3 separate regions of the Mus musculus genome follow, and all the other regions are linked to region 1. The links are chromatin contacts, called in public HiChIP or PLAC-seq and promoter capture Hi-C maps. All regions are on one chromosome and are shown on one strand. The core of a region is the stretch at or near the end of the contact, and the rest is flanking DNA. Distances in the headings are between cores, read along the strand shown. Region 1 holds the start of Pom121 (nuclear pore membrane protein 121). Region 2 overlaps Por (P450 (cytochrome) oxidoreductase). Region 3 holds the start of Stx1a (syntaxin 1A (brain)).

What was found. Promoter capture Hi-C pulls out the DNA fragments that hold promoters and counts their contacts. HiChIP or PLAC-seq counts read pairs in DNA pulled down with a chosen protein or histone mark.
Region 2: an H3K4me3 HiChIP or PLAC-seq map of bone marrow-derived macrophages shows a contact between it and region 1, with 3 times the contacts expected there. The contact joins the enhancer-like site here to the promoter of Pom121 in region 1. A contact is called at or near these places in 2 of 39 promoter capture datasets (cranial neural crest and embryonic stem cells), 1 of 15 datasets of contacts at CTCF or cohesin (the NIH/3T3 cell line), 2 of 484 Hi-C or Micro-C datasets (cerebellum and embryonic stem cells), 14 of 115 datasets of contacts at active chromatin or transcription factors (bone marrow-derived macrophages, craniofacial prominence, differentiating embryonic stem cells and 11 more) and 4 of 9 other capture datasets (adipose tissue, embryonic stem cells, liver and 1 more).
Region 3: a contact with region 1 is called in a promoter capture Hi-C map of pre-B cells. The contact joins the promoter of Stx1a here to the promoter of Pom121 in region 1. A contact is called at or near these places in 5 of 39 promoter capture datasets (cranial neural crest, frontonasal cranial neural crest, maxillary cranial neural crest and 2 more), 1 of 115 datasets of contacts at active chromatin or transcription factors (pancreatic cancer cells) and 1 of 9 other capture datasets (adipose tissue).

The regions. Positions count from the first base shown.
Region 1 is chr5:135,392,968-135,396,384 of GRCm38.p6, reverse strand. Pom121 (nuclear pore membrane protein 121) reads left to right here and starts at 1,839. Exons shown (of 13, transcript NM_148932.2): 1 at 1,839-2,448. The coding sequence starts at 1,880.
Region 2 is chr5:135,721,045-135,724,181 of GRCm38.p6, reverse strand. All of the region lies in intron 2 of Por (P450 (cytochrome) oxidoreductase), which reads right to left. Among named protein-coding and RNA genes, the nearest start is that of Mir7034, 13 kb to the left of the region's middle. Within about 2 kb of position 1,836, at least 72 of the 459 cell types and tissues checked have an H3K27ac peak or open chromatin away from gene starts, as enhancers often do. A contact at or near this core is called in the NIH/3T3 cell line, adipose tissue, bone marrow-derived macrophages and 1 more, where this site is marked.
Region 3 is chr5:135,022,064-135,025,034 of GRCm38.p6, reverse strand. Stx1a (syntaxin 1A (brain)) reads right to left here and starts at 1,553. Exons shown (of 10, transcript NM_016801.4): 1 at 1,425-1,553. The coding sequence starts at 1,454.

The DNA.
Region 1 (3,417 bases), core at 590-3,089:
AAGCAGTCAGTGCTCTTAACCTCTGAGCCATCTCTCTAGCCCTAACTACGATTTTCAAAGGACAAGTACAAGCGTCGGGTAGCCTGGTCGTGTGTCCTTTAGGCAGTGCTTCAGTGAGACCATAAGGCCAGTGGTTCTCAACTTGTGGGTACTGACCCCTCCACCCCAAGACCATCGAGAAAACATCATCTACACTACAAATCATAACGGTAGCAAAATTACACTTAGGAGGTAGCTTTATAGTTTGGGGGTTGGGGGATGTCACCACAACATAAAGAACTGAATAAAACGGTTAAAGCATTAGGAAGGTTGAGAACCACTGCATAAAACCAAGGTGGACAGATAAGGCTGTGTGTGTTTGTGCTTTAATGGATAAGCCTGGGACTGCCCTCTAGTGGCCGATACACAACAAACCCCTACTGGATTACACCTCAGAAACTAAGAATGGCACTGAGCAGGACCACCCTGTTTCTTAACTATCACCAGTGCCCACTGTACTCACTGTCATTTACCAGTTCAGCTAGTTTTATTAACAATATGCATCGTCTCTAAACTCTAATCCCTGCCTCTCCCCGCTTCTCCCTCATCCATCTAGCCTTCCCTCCCCAAGTCTAGTCTTATCTTACTCTTGATTGTGGAGGAATAGCTCTCAGTCTATCATCCTCAAAAAAAGAAGAAACAAACAAAAGGAGGAACGGAGGGAAGGATGGAAAGGGGGGAAATATGGACTGGGAAGATGGTTCCATTGGTACAGGGCTTGCTGAGCAAGCTTGCTTGAGCACAGTAGGAGCCCCTGTAATCCCAAGCACTGAGGTAGGCACAAAAAGATTTTGGGTCTTTTTGGCCAGCCAGCCTAGCCAGGTTGGTGAGCTCTGGGTTTAGTGAGAGACCCTGTGTCAAAGAATAATGTGCAGTGTAATTGAGAAAGACTTGCTGGGCGGTGGTGGTGCACGCCTTTAATCCCAGCACTTGGGAGGCAGAGGCAGGTGGATTTCTGAGTTCCAGGCCAGCCTGGTCTACAGAGTGAGTTCCAGGACAGCCAGGTCTATACAGAGAAACCCTGTCTCGAGAAACAACAACAAAGAAAAGAAAAAAAGGAGATTGAAAGACACTTGCCGTTGACCCTCAACCTCCACGCAAGTGTAAGATGTGATGGTGTGAATGTAATCCCAGCATACATTCAAGCAAAACACACATTTTAAAAAATTATTTTGAGACAGGGTCTCACTGTGTTGCTCCAGCAGGCCTGGAACTGACCTCGCTGCGATAAACAGTGAGCCTCCACACAGGGCCTGATTGGCCTTTTCCAATACAGGGTCTGACTGATCGGGTTTTATTTTGTTTTAGACGGGGAGGGTCTCACTAAGTAGCCCAGGTTGACTTAGAACTCGGGATCCTCCTGCCTTCACCTCCCAAATGCCGGGATTACAGGCGCGTGCCACCCATCTCCGTTCTGTGCCTTGATTTCTAACATCACTCCTCTGCAGTCCAGGAGCGTCAGGGAAACCTCCAGCGTCAAAAACCGGGCTGTACTTTTCTTCTTTTCTTTCTTTCTTTTTTTTTTTTTTTAAGTTTTGCTGTTTTGAGACAGGCTTTATGTCTCCATGTCGCGCTGGAACTGTCTTTGTGAACCAGGCTGGACTCAAACTCACGGAACTCCTCTTGCCTCCGCCTCCCGCGTTCTGAGAGGCAAGGCGTGCACCGATCCGCCTACCTAAGCTGTAATTTTTCAAACTAGGGCTCTCGCGCCGTGCTCCGCACGCGGCGGCGGTTTCCCCTTTCCACCCGGCGCGCCGCGTCGACGACAGTGACGTCGGCGGCGGCGCGCGGCGCGGTGTACCCTGGGATATTTAAGTCCGCTCCGCGGCGCGGAGCCGCGATGTCTCCGGCGGCTGCGGCGGCTGACGGAGGCGAGCGGCGGCGGCCCCCGTTGGGCGGACGGGAAGGCCGGAGCCGGGCCCGCGGCTACGGAGGACCGGCGGGTGCTGCGGCCCTCGGCCTAGCGCTGCTCGGCCTCGCGCTCTACCTGGTGCCCGCGGCGGCCGCGCTGGCCTGGCTGGCCGTGGGGGCGAGCGCGGCCTGGTGGGGCCTGAGCCGAGAACCCCGCGGCCCGAGGGCCCTGTCGTCCTTCGTGCGCGACGCGCGCCGTCACCCGCGGCCAGCTCTCACCGCTTCACCGCCTCCGGCCAAGTCACCAGTCAACGGTAGCCTCTGCGAACCCCGCAGCCCGCTGGGAGGCCCCGACCCGGCTGAGCTCTTACTCATGGGCAGCTACCTGGGCAAGCCCGGCCCGCCCGAGCCTGCCCTCCGGCAGGACCCAAGGGAGAGGCCGGGGCGCCGCCCACCCGCACGCTCCCCGCCTCCGGCCTCGGCGGTCCAGCGAGTCCACCACGTCTACCCCGCGCTCCCCACCCCGCTTTTGCGACCCTCCCGGAGGCCGCCCCACCGGTAAGCCCCGGCGATCTTCCCAGGGTGGGGTCTCTGCGGCCGCGGATTTGACGTAGGGCTCAACCTGTAAATCGGATTTAACTCACCTCCCCTTTTTCTTTTCTTTGCCTTTTCCCTTTCTTTTTATCTCTACGCCCTTCCCTCCCTTTTCCCATTACTCTCTTTTCTCTTTATTTTTTTTCTTTTTCTTTTTTTTTTTTTTTAAGAGAGGGTATTTGATGGCATAGGCTGTCTAATCTCAACCCCGTTCTTTGGCTGAGCCTGTCCTTGAACTCATCCTCCTGCCTCGTCTTCTGAGCGAGTTCACTGATAGGATTACAGGTTTGCACCAGGTTGTATGCTGTGCTGGGATAGAACCCACAGCTTCAGTCATAGCAGGCAAGCTTGCCCTCTACCTATTCCCCAGCCTTTGGGTTTTTGTTCCCCCCCCCCCCCCCCCCGGAGACAGGATCTCATGTATCTGAGCTGTCCCTTGAACTCATGAGGGTGACTTTGGATTGCTGACCCTCCTGCCTTCACCTACTAAATGCTGGGATTACCGGTGTGCTCCACTACACTCAACCCGGATTCTGGATAAAAGCATTTTTTTCTTTTTAAATTGCATATTCACAGGGAGATGAGAGGATAGCTTGCTGGAGTCCTTTTTCTCTTTCCACGTGAATTTGAGGTTGATCTTGGGTCTCCAGCTTGGCAGCAAGCTCCTTCACAAGACGTTTCACTGGCCTTGATAAGTCTGCTTAGTTGAGGTGGTGAATACCTGTTAATGTTTGGTTTTTGCTGTGTATTGGTGGTTAGTTGGGGGAAAGGAAAAAAAAAAAAACTATTCCTACACATCCCAACTGCATGTGCTTTTCTTCTGAAGTACCCATGTGGGCAAGGTTTCCAGTTTCCCTCTTAATTTGATGAAGTCTGTGGTAGAGACAGCCATTAAGCAACTGATATTTTCTGCCTTTGGATGAAATGGGAGAA
Region 2 (3,137 bases), core at 587-3,086, 330 kb before region 1:
ACCGTGCTGGCTAATTTTACTGATCTGACACAAGCTAATGTCATTCATCTGGGAGGCAGGAACCCCAATTAAGAAAATGCCTCCATAAGATCTGGCTGTAGGTAAACCTGTAGCGTGTTTTCTTAATTAGTGACTGACAGGGGAGGCCCCAGTCACTGTGGGTGGGGCCATTCCTGGGCTGGTGATCCTGGGTTCTATAAGAGCTAAGGCTGAGCAAACCGGTAAGCAGCACTCGCCATCCACCCAGAAGGCTGGCCTGGTGACCTTTTGGGCTATCAGTGTGACAGAGACCACACCAGATCCTCCCTAGAGTGTGAGCTCATCAAGCCACAGAACCTATTTTATCACATGTAGTCAAACCTACAGGCTCCATCTTTATGGAAGATGTCACATGTAAGTTACAAAGAGTTTTGAAGTAGTTACGTCTTAAGCTTTATTGTATAGTGAGATTGAGTTAATTATCACCAGGAGGGTTGTCACTGTATCATGCTGTGCTTAGATGTGCCTACAATAAACTATTTGGGGTCCAATTCCCTAAGGTCAAACCAATCCTGGCTACTTAGTTGTGAACTACTTTTCTTGCCTCTTGTAGATCATTACTCTGCTGGCTGTGGTGCTCCTTGACCCTTGTACTCCCCTGTGGCCTCGGCACCTGTAGCTCCTACCTACAGATTCCTCCTCTGTTTGAATTCCTGCCTTGGCTTCTTGGATCTGTGAGCTACATAAGCCCTTTCCCTCCAAGCTCCTGTTGGCCACGGTGCTTCATCACAGCAGTAGAAACCCTAGCCAAGACAGCAAAGAAGTCGACATAGTGGGCTAAAGTGCTTCTATTGCAGTTATCCTGAGCAGGCCACATCTGGAGTGAGCAGGCCACATCTGGAGTGTCAACAGGAAGGCCAGAACCCACTTATTCAGAGAGCAGAAAAATGCAGGTGACCTCAACTGGTGACAGTAGAGGTCCCAGACCAGAGCTTGCAGAGGGGCCTCTTCTAGACACTTCTGGGTCAGACACTGTGTCCCCTGCCCACTCTTCACATCGACAGCTGTCTCTTACATGCCCCTCCCTCCCTCCCTCCCTCCCTCCCCCCACCCCCTCTCTTTCTCTATGTTTTTTTTCAAGACCAAGTTTCTCTTCCTAATAGCTCTAGCTATCCTGAACTCTCTCTGTAGACCAGGCTGGCCTTGAACTTCCATATATCTGCCTGCCTCTGCCTCTGCCTCTCTGCCTCTGTCTCCCTAATGTTAGGATTAAATGCAGGGGCCACCACACCTAGAGCTTTCTCTTTCTCTTTCTCTCTCTCTATCTCTCTCTCTCTCTGAAAAACAGTTTTTAGATTTATTTATTTATTTAGGTATTTATATATATGAGTGTCTTGTTTGCATATGTCTGTGTACCATGTGTGTAACCAGGTACCCTCTGTGAGCCACCATGTGAGTGCTGGGAATGGAACCCAGGCCCTCTGTAAGAGCAGCCAGTGCTCTTAACTGTTGAGCACTCCTTCCAGCCATGCCTTTTTCTTTAAGAAACACATCTGTGTTTCTAGCTTAGTGACCACAGGTGCAAGGCCATCTATATAAAAAGGGTGTCCCTGACTGGAAGAACCAAGACCCCCAGATGCTCCTCCATCTGCTGACGCGCCAAGATAAAGACAGACGGACGTAAGAGCCGCCTGCAGCCTTGACTCCAGGCAGTGCTGCGATTTTAAAGGAGAGCGGATCCCAAAATAAAGGTCACTTGAGGAAATGAGAGTCTTTGCGGCTTTTCTAAACAAGCCCCAGAGGGGCACAATCGGCCAAATCCAGATCATAGGAAACTATGAAACAACGGGCTGGAGTTTCTTTCACACGTGTTTCATGGGTGAGTCAGAAGTGGACAGAAGCCAAGAACTGACATGGAGCCAAGGCTGGGTTTGGGCAAAGATGCCGTTCTCAGATGGGTGGCATGTAAGAGGCAGCTGCAAGGCTGGTGCTGGGGCGCTTCGGGGTGATGGGACATTGCTGACTATGAGACTGACTACCTAATTTTGTGGATGTCAAGACTCATGGGGCTGTCGGGACAACTCAGTGGGTAAAGGCTCTTGCTGCCAAGCCTGGTAACCTGAGTTCAATCCCTGGGATCCATGTGTATAGTTAAAATTAGAACTGGGGGTGCACAACCCAGGGTTCATCCTTAGCACTGAACGAAAAAACGAGAAGAGGGATTTTATTAAATGCAAATTATATCTGAATTTACCCAGTTCTCCTCCACAAAGAGGCATATGTGTATTGATCAATTGCAATAAATGGGTTTCAGATACTGAATTTTTTAAATCTAACTTTTTTTCTGCTTTTATTTATTTATTTATTTATTTATTTATTTTGTATTTTCGAGTCAGGGTTTCTCTGTATAGCCCTGGCTGTCCTGGAACTCACTTTGTAGACCAGGCTGGCCTCGAACTCAAAATCCGCCTGCCTCTGCCTCCTGGGATTAAAGGAGTGCGCCACCACGCCCAGCTCTGATCGACTGATCGGAGCTTCGTCTTTAGATTTTTTTTTTTTAAGTTAGATTTTAGCCGGGTATGATGGTGCACGCCTTTAATCCCAGCACTTGGAAGGCAGAGGTAGGTGGATTTTGAGTTCGAGGCCAGCCTGGTCTACAAAGTGAGCTCCAGCACAGCCAGGGCTATACAGAGAAATCCTGTCTCAAAAAAAAAAAAAAAAGAAAGAAAGAAAAGAAAAGAACAAATGCCACCTGGGAAGGGCAGTTGTGAGGGTAGAAGTAATTGTGTGATATGTAAAAGTGGAGCGAGTGAGTAAGCAAGCAGAGTGACCTCTCCCAAAGCTAGTGAGACAACTCTGTGGGCGACGACGGCGCTTGCCCCTGAACCCCATGAGTAAATCAAGTTCAATCTCTGAACCCCATGGGTGACACAAGTTCAATCCCTGGAACCCATGGGTGACTCAAGTTCCATCCCTGGAACCCACGCAGTGAAAGGAAAGAGCTGATTCCTGGGAGCTGTCCTCTGAGCTCTTGGCGATCAGGGTCAGAGAGCTGCATGGCCAGGCCTGGCTTTCTGTCACAGGTGCTGGGGACTCTATCTGGGGTTCCATGGCCGCACATCAGACACTTGAGCCCGCCACCCTCAAACTCTTACTCT
Region 3 (2,971 bases), core at 304-2,803, 370 kb after region 1:
GTCATCTCAGCACTCATGAAGTCGAGGCAGGAGGATTGCTTTGAGTTTAAGACCCAATGAGACTATATAGTTCCAAGCCACCCTGGGGTACAGAGAAGGATTTTACATAAAAAAAAAAAAAAAACAAAAAACCGTAAAACATAAAAACACCGGAAACTTGAGGGCAACGACAAGGGGCGGGTGGGGAAGTGTTTAAACACTATATATGACTTGAAAGGCTGTCTGTTTCCTTTGAAATAGATGAGGCACTGGGCATCCAGCCAGGAATAATACAGGTCTGAAGGCATGTGGGGGTCGCTTGCAGGTCAGGAACAGGATGAAGGCTAGACTGGAGAGCATAGATATGGCTGGTATTATGGTAGAGGGATCCAGGCACAGATGGAGAAGCTAGGCAGAAATCACAGCCATTAGGTCAAAAGCCCCAAAACAAAACTTTCTATGAAGGGCTGTAAGTGGGGCACAAGATGAGAGGGATCTAGGACGCCACCCAGCTTGGGGGGACACCCAGAAATCAACGGGTGGGGTTTGCTGAGGAATCAGATATGACAATCTGATGTGGCGCCCTTATTTAACCCTCTCACGGGAGAGCTTAATTTCTGTCCCTCTAGGGTCTGAGGCCAGAGAAGGGCACTCCCCTGTGTTAAAAGTGGGGTCTCATGATTGAAGGATCATGGGCTCTGACTTAGAACCTTTCTACTGCCTTCTACTCATCTCGAAACCCCGCCCTAAGAGCCACACCCCAGAGGCCTCTCTCACACAGGTAGGAAAATAGATCCAGGTCGCAGTTAGACCTGGCAATCCGGGAAGGGTCTGGGAAATGACAGCCTGGGTTGCCTGGAAGCCCAAAGGTGGACCAAGGGTAGATATGGTTGAGTCCTTTAATCCAGAGCAAGCCGGGTATCCCTAAAGCGACCAGGGTGGATCGGGAGCCACAGGTGATGGGAGCCACAGGTGATGGGGAGCCCCAAGAGACGGCTCCCGCAGAGGCCACCCCCACCCGGCGGCCTCGTTTCCGCAGCGCGCCCAAGGATGGGGTTGGGAGGGGAACTCTGGGCAGGGGGGTGGGAAGGAAACGAGAGGTTCAGCCTCCAGGGGACAGTGCAAGGACGGTGACAAGCGGGCGAAGAACGGTCACGATTTTGCATCCCGCCACCGAAACCCCTTAACAGCCCTCCAAATCGCCCCAAACAGGAACGCCCTGAAAAGTTCCTCAAAACCCCAGGTTCTAGCCATCAGTCCCGGTGCTGAAGGGCTCGAGTCCGTGACCAGAAGTAGATCGGAGGGGTGGGACTCCCATGGGGGTTCGAGGGTCCCTCAGCTTTGCAAGGCTCCCTCCGTCCCCTTGTAGGTGCCTCGGTGGCATGCCGGAACAAAGTGGAGAATTACAAGACGCCGGGTGAGCGGCGCACGAGGATCGGACTCACCGTGCGGAGCTCCTGGGTTCGGTCCTTCATGCTCCCGGGAGTGGCAGTAGGCGCCGGCTGCAACCGAGTAAGTCCCGCATGCGCGGATGCCGCCCCGCGGCTGCGCAGCGCCAGCCCGCGCCCCGCCCCAGTCCCTGGGACCCCCAAGCCCAACCCCAGCTGGCCACGCCCATCATGCTTCCACGCCCGGATATATCCCGCCCAGGGCTCCGCCTACGGGGAGCGCAAAGGGGTACAAACCCAGCCCTCGGGACCTGGTTCCTCCCCTCGTCAACTAGTGATCTCTGTCTAGATGCAGCTCCAACTCCTTGGCCCTTCTCTGCCCCAGCCCCCACCTCTGCTCAGCCACCCATTATCTAGATAGACCCTGGATTCTGACTCTTAGAGTCCTTCCTTTCCCCTGGATTTGCTGGAGTGGAACCCTTTCCACTTTGTTCAATGATAGTCTCACTGTGTAGCCCAGGCTAGCCTTGAACACCTGCTCCTACCTCAGCCACAGGAGTACAGGTTTTGCAGACATGAGCCTCAATGCCAGGTTTGAAAATCCCTTCTTGAACCGACCCCCGGCAACCCCCTCCAACCACCCATCCTGTCCTGAGATGGCTGAACAGGTAAAGATGCTTGCCACTAAGCTTAAAGATCTGAGTTCCAGCGGGGTGATGATAGCACATGTCTTTAATCCTAGTAGGCAGATCTCTGAGTTCAAGGCCAGCCTGACCTACAGAGCAAGTTCCAGGACAGCCAAAGGTACGCAGAGAAACTCTGTCTTGAAAAATAACAAACAAACAAACAAACAAACGATTGGAGTTCTAGCCCTGGGCCCCACGTGACTGAAGAAGAGCATTGGATTCTGTAAATTGTCCTCTGACCGCCACATGAGTGAGCTCCGTGCTTCACATATATGCAACCACACGATGGAGGCAGGAGGCACATGGCCAAGTGAATATAAAGTAAAATAAAGCCCTCTCTGTAGTGGTCAATTCTAAACCTTCCCACCTTTCTGAGCACCCCCCTGTCTCCAGACCGGGTTGCTGCCTCTTTACTCTCCCCAGAGTTTCTCAGCTCACCTGTTCGATTCAATTTGACTGCCTTTCTCTTTACACACAATACATACATACATACATACATACATACATACATACATACATACATACACAAACAAATAAATGAAATGTTTAAGATATTTAAAAGGAAAAAAAAAAAAAGCTTGCCACCCCCACCCCTCCATGCCTCCAGCCCGGAGTTCAAATGCCAGGCCTGACGTCTTATTTCCTGTGTGGAAGCTGTAGGCTGTTCAAACCTAGGCCCAGTGGAAAGATCTCAGTGGTCCCTGCAGAGCAACGTGAACGGTATGCTGGTCCCTGTAGAGCAACGTGAAGAGCCTGCCGGTTGGCAGACATGTACCTTTTAGCTTCCTGCCAGCATCTTGTTACAGAGTACACACACACACACACACACAGACACACACACACACAAGTGGTCTCAGGCTTTCTTGACCCCAAGCCAAGCACACCCACACCTCCTTGTACACTAGAGTTACCAAGGCA